Linked DNA regions of Mus musculus: region 1 is linked to region 2. The links are chromatin contacts, called in public Micro-C maps. All regions are on one chromosome and are shown on one strand. Each heading gives the region's core, a stretch centred on a gene start, on an enhancer-like site or on the middle of the called end of the contact. The rest is flanking DNA. Distances are from core to core; before and after follow the strand shown.

Region 1 (3,224 bases), core at 14-2,513, 510 kb after region 2:
TCCATGGTGGTGAAGATACCAGTAGACTCCACGACATGCTCAGCACCGGCATCACCCCATTTGATGTTAGCAGGGTCTCGCTCCTGGAAGATGGTGATGGGCTTCCCATTGATGACAAGTTTCCCATTCTCGGCCTTGACTGTGCCGTTGAATTTGCCATGGGTGGAGTCATACTGGAACATGTAGACCATGTAGTTGAAAGGGTCGTTGATGGCAACAATCTCCACTTTTCCATGTGGAGAGCAGATGGCAGCCCTGGTGACCAGGTGCCCAATACGGCCAAATCCGTTCACACTGACCTTCACCATTTTGTCTACGGGACGAGACTGGCACTGCACGAGAAAATGCGGCTGTCTCTGGAACAGGGAGGAGCAGAGCCCATTTTTTTAAACAGTGTAAGAGACAGGAAAGCCATGACCATGACTGCTCCAAGGAAGTGTTGTGTGCCTTTGAACTGTAAATACACACACACACATATATATACACATGAATCATATGTGTATATATGATTGAAATATATATTATATTTATATAAAATATATTTAATATAATTTACATATAATATATAGTATAGGATATATGTATACACTTATATATTAAGATGGTAGCAAAACAATTCCAAGAAAGAATCTGATATTTTGAAAGGAAAATAGCATGAGGATGCAAGTAATAAATAAACATAATAGCACCACTGCCTCAAGAATATAAAGTTACAACTACTTACAGATTCATCCATAGGATTTATTGTTGTCTGTGAGACATCAACTTTGTGTCTCTGTTGAGAGAAAGCATAATAATTTTGGCAGTTTGGAAGTGTATCCAGACTTATCTCTATGGTAATCTTGAGGCTGTAGAAACTCAGATGGGGGGGGGCTGGTGAGATGGCTCAGTGGGTAAGAGCACCCGACTGCTCTTCTGAAGGTCCAGAGTTCAAATCCCAGCAACCACATGGTGGCTCACAACCATCCGTAACAAGATCTGACTCCCTCTTCTGGTGTGTCTGAAGACAGCTACAGTGTACTTACATATAATAATAAATAAATCTTTAAAAAAAAAAAAAAAAAAAAAAAAAAAAAAAAAAAAAAAAAAAAAAAGAAACTCAGATGGGTACCAAAGACCAGCCTCAACTTGGAGAAGGGTTCTGAGGAAGGAGTGTTCAGGAGCAACAAAGTATACAACTCGAAGTCAAATAGGGGGTCCAAGCTGGCAACCTATGTTATTCTTGAGACAGGTTTGCAGATTGCTTTCTCTATGCTCTGTTCTCTCTGGAGATCTCCAGACAACTCTTGTGCCCTTGCCCCACCCTTGAGCAGGCTGCTCAGATCTGGCTTGCCACGGTTGCTAGCCCACCTAGGGCGGAGTCTTCCAACCTAGGTAAAGTCTATTGTCCTGCCTGCCTCTGTTAAGCACAGAGGATAAGCTACCTGGGTGGGACCCTGTCCTGAAATTACCACTTTAACCACACCTGGACCTAACCTTCCACAAAGACCCTGAACTCAGGACTCTGTCTGCCTTTGTAAGCATAAATAAGTAAATAAGTAAATAATAATAATAATAATAATAATAATAATAATAATAATAATAATAATAAAAACTTAGCTGAGCAGGGTCTCCTGCAGCCACCCCTCTCTAGATCTCTTTATCTCCTTCCTTACTATCTTTCTGACAAGTTGGCTCACAACACAGCTGCTTTTGATTCTTCAGATTCATGAAGCCCCTCGTATAATTCATACTGCATCCTTACTTTTTTGAGAAATTATCTATTTTTTATTTGATATTTTCTTCCTTTACATTTCAAATGTTATCTCCTTTCCTGATTTTCCCTCCAAAAACCCCCTATCCCCTTCCCCCTCCCCCTGCTCACCAATTCACTCACTCCTACTTCCTGGCCCTGGCATTCCCCTATACTGATGCATAGAACCTTCACAGGACCAAGGGCCTCTCCTCCTATTGATGACTGGCTAGGCCATCCTCTGCTACATATGCAGCTAGAGCCATGAGTCCCACCATGTGTTTTCTTTGGTTGGTGGCTTAGTCCCAGTGAGCTCTGGGGGTATTGGTTAGTTCATATTTTTGTTCCTCCTATTTTTGAACCCATGCTTTTAGAGTTCTTTTCTACAGCCTTAAGGGTTGCCAGAAGGTCCCAACCTTTACCATTTTGCTGAGACATTAGCCACACTTTTGCCTCCTGAACTTGTGATGTCACTGATTATCATGGAGTCATTAATGTTAATAAGGAGGGCATTCCTCAAAGGAGGAATGTAAAAAAATGTATATTATTATGCAAACATGCCTACACCCACAGCAGACAGAGGCCCACATTTGCTAGCTCTGCCGCATGGGCAGGAACCATGTCATTCTGTCCCTATCAAGATCATGCTGGAACCAGTAGATGAGAGAGATTTTAATCAGGAGAATATTTCTTGAGTTTTATTGGTCTGAGTGACTCTACCTGTGCTATGGTGCCCACAAACATTAGAAGTCCCTTTGCCTTTAGTTGCGGACTCTCAATTTAATGCCTTTTTATTGAGATGCATTCCCCAAGGCTGGCACTGACAAAAATTTCTTCAGCTTTTGTGAATTTTTACCAAAAACTAATCTTTATACAAGTTTACTTAGTAACTGACCCTATGTTATTAAGGCAGAGAATGAAGTTGCAATATTAGAAGGATGGGTAACATTTTTACCTATTATATCTAGAGTTGCCTAGGTTATTGCAAGGTGGGTCTTCAGTTGCTTGAGTCAGGGATTGAATTGAGAACTTTGGGCAGCTTTAGACTTTAAGGAAAGCCATGATGTTAAAGGCCTATCCTTATTCCAAAAAGTGAGACTATGTCCCTTACAGTGGCATTCCTCTTTGCAGAGGAGCCAGAACTCTATTTCTTATAATTCATCTAAGGGCAGCGCCATGAATCTGTAGTCCTTACCTAACCACTTTCAATGATAACAAGCCATCACTGATTAGTTCATCCTCCAAACTGGACCTTCCAAATTTTTACAACTGTCTACAAGTTTTTTTCCAACTCACTTATTTTTTTTTTCTTGACTAAAAAAGTTTTGGCATTCTTCTTGAGGGAAGCATGACCTGTAACTTTTTTATCAATCTTTGAAGGAAATCAGGGTAATTTGGTTTACATCTGAATTCCCATCTATTGGAAGGCTGAGACGTGAAGATCACTATGAACTGAAGATCATTCTGGGGTGCATGGTGAGTTCCAAGACAG
Region 2 (3,166 bases), core at 155-2,654:
TATCTTCTAAGTATGTAATAGGTATAAAAAAAGCTAATTTGCACCCTTCACAGCACAATCCTCCCCTTAAACTCTTTGCTTTTGTATCCATCGATCCAGCATTATTTAAGCACAGCCACAAGTAGCTTGTGGTTACTAGATTACAGGGGAGGTGGAGATGACATCGGTTATACCTCATTGCACACCTTCCTAGTAAACAGATGCCTCAAGAGAGGATTTTTCATTATGATCATTGTCTGAAGAGTAGAGCTTGTAGGCGTAGACTGTTTAAATAGGAGGTGAAATGTCTCTTTAGACAGGCCATGGATTCCAAATTTTCTGGAAGTTACTGGTTTCCAAGCAGGTAGATGCAAGGCATCTAGTTTTTTACCTGTAGAGGGAGCTCTCTCCCCTCTGCTCTCTCTTTAATTTCAATCCCAACCTTGGTTCTTAGAACCCTGCAGTTCTGAGTTCTTTCACCTGGCTTGGTGGAGAGTTTGTGTTTGGCTCCAAACCAGCAGTACTTTCACAATCTGCACACGTTAAAGGCAGCTAAAATGCTAGGACACCAGCCGGGTGGCGGCTTGAATCTGTGATTCCCAGGCAGTCCAGGGAAATGATAAACAAAAGTCTTTTGTGCAATATTAATAAGCTTTAAGCACTCCCCAGTGAGCCTCTTGTCATCCAAGTAAGTCATGTGTATCAAAAGCCCTTATACGTGGAAGTTTGTTTTCATATCTGGCCCACGATGAATGGGAGCCCCCTTTGCCATGTTGTAAAACAAACATTTGTTTATTTTCTGAGCAGAGCTGGCAGTACGACTCAGAAACTGGAGCTGAATGGAGAGCCCCTTTCCAAGGAGGCGCCTTTGAAAACCCTCTGCCGCAGCTTTCCAACTGTCAACTGATCCTGAACTGGGTTTACATTAAGACAATAACAGTGTTTCCTAAATAAATAAGTTAGAGACACCCGTGGGCCTTAATCAAACCCATAAATGGCTTGTAGGGTGGGCCAAAAGGTTTTTTTTTTTTTTTTTTTTTTTTTGCTGTGCAGAGAAATAACGTCTAGTTCATCTTACCATGTATGGGAAGCTTGTGTTTTTGAGACAGAAGGGTTTCTTTATGGTAATTATACTGTTTTTTTTTTTTTTTTTTTTTTTTTTAAACCAACAACAAAAACAAAAACCGCCTGATAGAGCTTTCTCTGGACCTCTGGGACAAAAGAATGTGACACTTTTCTTGGGTGAATGCCACGGTGCCAAGCAGGCATTTTCTAAAGAAGAGAGGTGTGGTCACCCTCCCAGTCGATAATGTAACCCCCTCCTGGCACGTAAAGAAAATAAATGAAAGCTGTAAGATGAACCATCTGCTACTGCGATCTGGCTTCTTTCTTCGTTGACTTGGGGCTTCCGGGAATTCCTTTCACTCCAACAAGTTTCAAGCACAATGGCCTTAGAGGCAGAGGGTGGAAACCAGGAAGCACCACTGAGCGCCGGGAGCTTGGGTTTCTGCGGGTTTTCCCGGAAGGCGGGAATTTCAGCCTCTTACTGGAAGCTGCGTTTCTCCCGTAAAAGACACATTCTAGGGAAAGACTGAAAGCTGAAGAGCTGAAACAACAGTTGCATGTAAATGAAAACAAAAAATTAAATACTACTGCGCATCGTAGGAAGTCTGTAGAGATTCTTTCATACAGGTATCCTCAGCTGTACGGAATCATCATTTGCAACTTTCAGAAACAAAAGCTTGACTATAATATATGTATAATATGACTTTGGTTATAGCACATGCATAATTTTATAACTTACTTTTGGAAGGCTTGGATTTTTTTCATGTGCATTTCCTCAGACTACCATCTAATATTTATAATAATCATTTTTCATTATTATAACTATGTATAATATACAACTAATATTATTACAATGTTATAATAACATAACCAATATTATAACATTGTTTCCACGGATGTACAACTTTCCAAGTAGATGTACTATAATTCACATGTCTGCCTTTTTCTTTCAGGCAACATGGGATGCTTATGATTGCTTTCACAGCACAATTTCTTTCTTGGAGAAATATTAATTGGGATAACCACAAAGTTATTAATACTTAGGGATTTTTAACACACAATATCATATGGTTTCCCAGAAGGACTTGAAAACAAACTGCTTTTCTAACTGCAACCACTCACTACAGTGTAGTCTTCTTAGCTTTCACTTCCTCTTTGCCCTTTCTGTCTGTCTAGAACAATCCCACCACTCACATGTCCTTCTTTAAACACCTTCACATAAGCATTTCATCTATGTGTAAAAGTGGTTCTCGGATACTGTCTCTCTGAGACCTTAGGAGAGTATGCCAAATTCAACCTATTTTTATTATTACAGACAAGAGTGTTTCATTTTGTAGCACATTGCTAATTGCTATGGTTTTGTCTTGTATAAGATGTACTTACTTGTGGGCTAATGCGTAATTTATATTCATTTCTGAACCTTGCAATCATTTGTGCTAATGTGGTAGACACACTTTGAGAAATCTGCCCAGGCCAACAGATTACCGAAACCTATGAATTAACCCCTGTGCTTGGTCATGCGACTCCCTCACTCCTGCCACATCCAACGGGACTGAGATTGAGCGGTGTGTTGGAGGAGTGAGAAGATGACAGGAGAAAGAGAAGGCAGGACCTCCACATAGAAAGCAAAATGGAGATGGGAGAAAAATTGCTTCCTTCATTTCTGAGGATTTTCTAGTTCTTGCTTCCAGTGATTAAGTCTGTCTGGTTACATGTTCTCAAGTGTCACTCTCTCATAGCTTTACACATGCTGGGAGATGCTGAAATGCTGATGCTTCAGAAACTAGACAGATCTGTCTGTGTCAATGGAGTGACACGCCCCTGACCCCATCATTCCTTTTCTCTCTTGGTCTCTGTCTCTCTCTCATCTCTCTCTGTCTCTCTCTGTCTCTCTCTATCTCTGTCTCTCTGTCTCTCTCTCTCTCTGTGTGTGTGTGGGGGGGCGTGATGAAGTGGGGGTGGGAATGGAGTATCTCTCTGTGACTGATTATACAATAAGGAGTATTAGGCAAAGCTATCAAATCATTTAAAATGAGCCTCTCTATTTCCCTGTTTGCTGTCTACTGGAGTTTATCTGTGGATTGACATATTTCCTAGCATATGACCTCAGGCAGTCACTCTT

What was found. Hi-C and Micro-C count contacts between places; a contact is called where the count stands out from the background.
Region 1: a contact with region 2 is called in a Micro-C map of embryonic stem cells, with 5 times the contacts expected there. The contact joins two enhancer-like sites.

What each region holds. Positions count from the first base shown.
Region 1 is chr11:17,974,483-17,977,706 of GRCm38.p6, forward strand. It overlaps the pseudogene Gm12017. Among named protein-coding and RNA genes, the nearest start is that of Etaa1os, 22 kb to the left of the region's middle. Within about 2 kb of position 1,264, at least 3 of the 459 cell types and tissues checked have an H3K27ac peak or open chromatin away from gene starts, as enhancers often do. A contact at or near this core is called in embryonic stem cells, where this site is marked.
Region 2 is chr11:17,459,722-17,462,887 of GRCm38.p6, forward strand. No RefSeq gene overlaps it. Among named protein-coding and RNA genes, the nearest start is that of Gm31268, 140 kb to the left of the region's middle. Within about 2 kb of position 1,405, at least 50 of the 459 cell types and tissues checked have an H3K27ac peak or open chromatin away from gene starts, as enhancers often do. A contact at or near this core is called in embryonic stem cells, where this site is marked.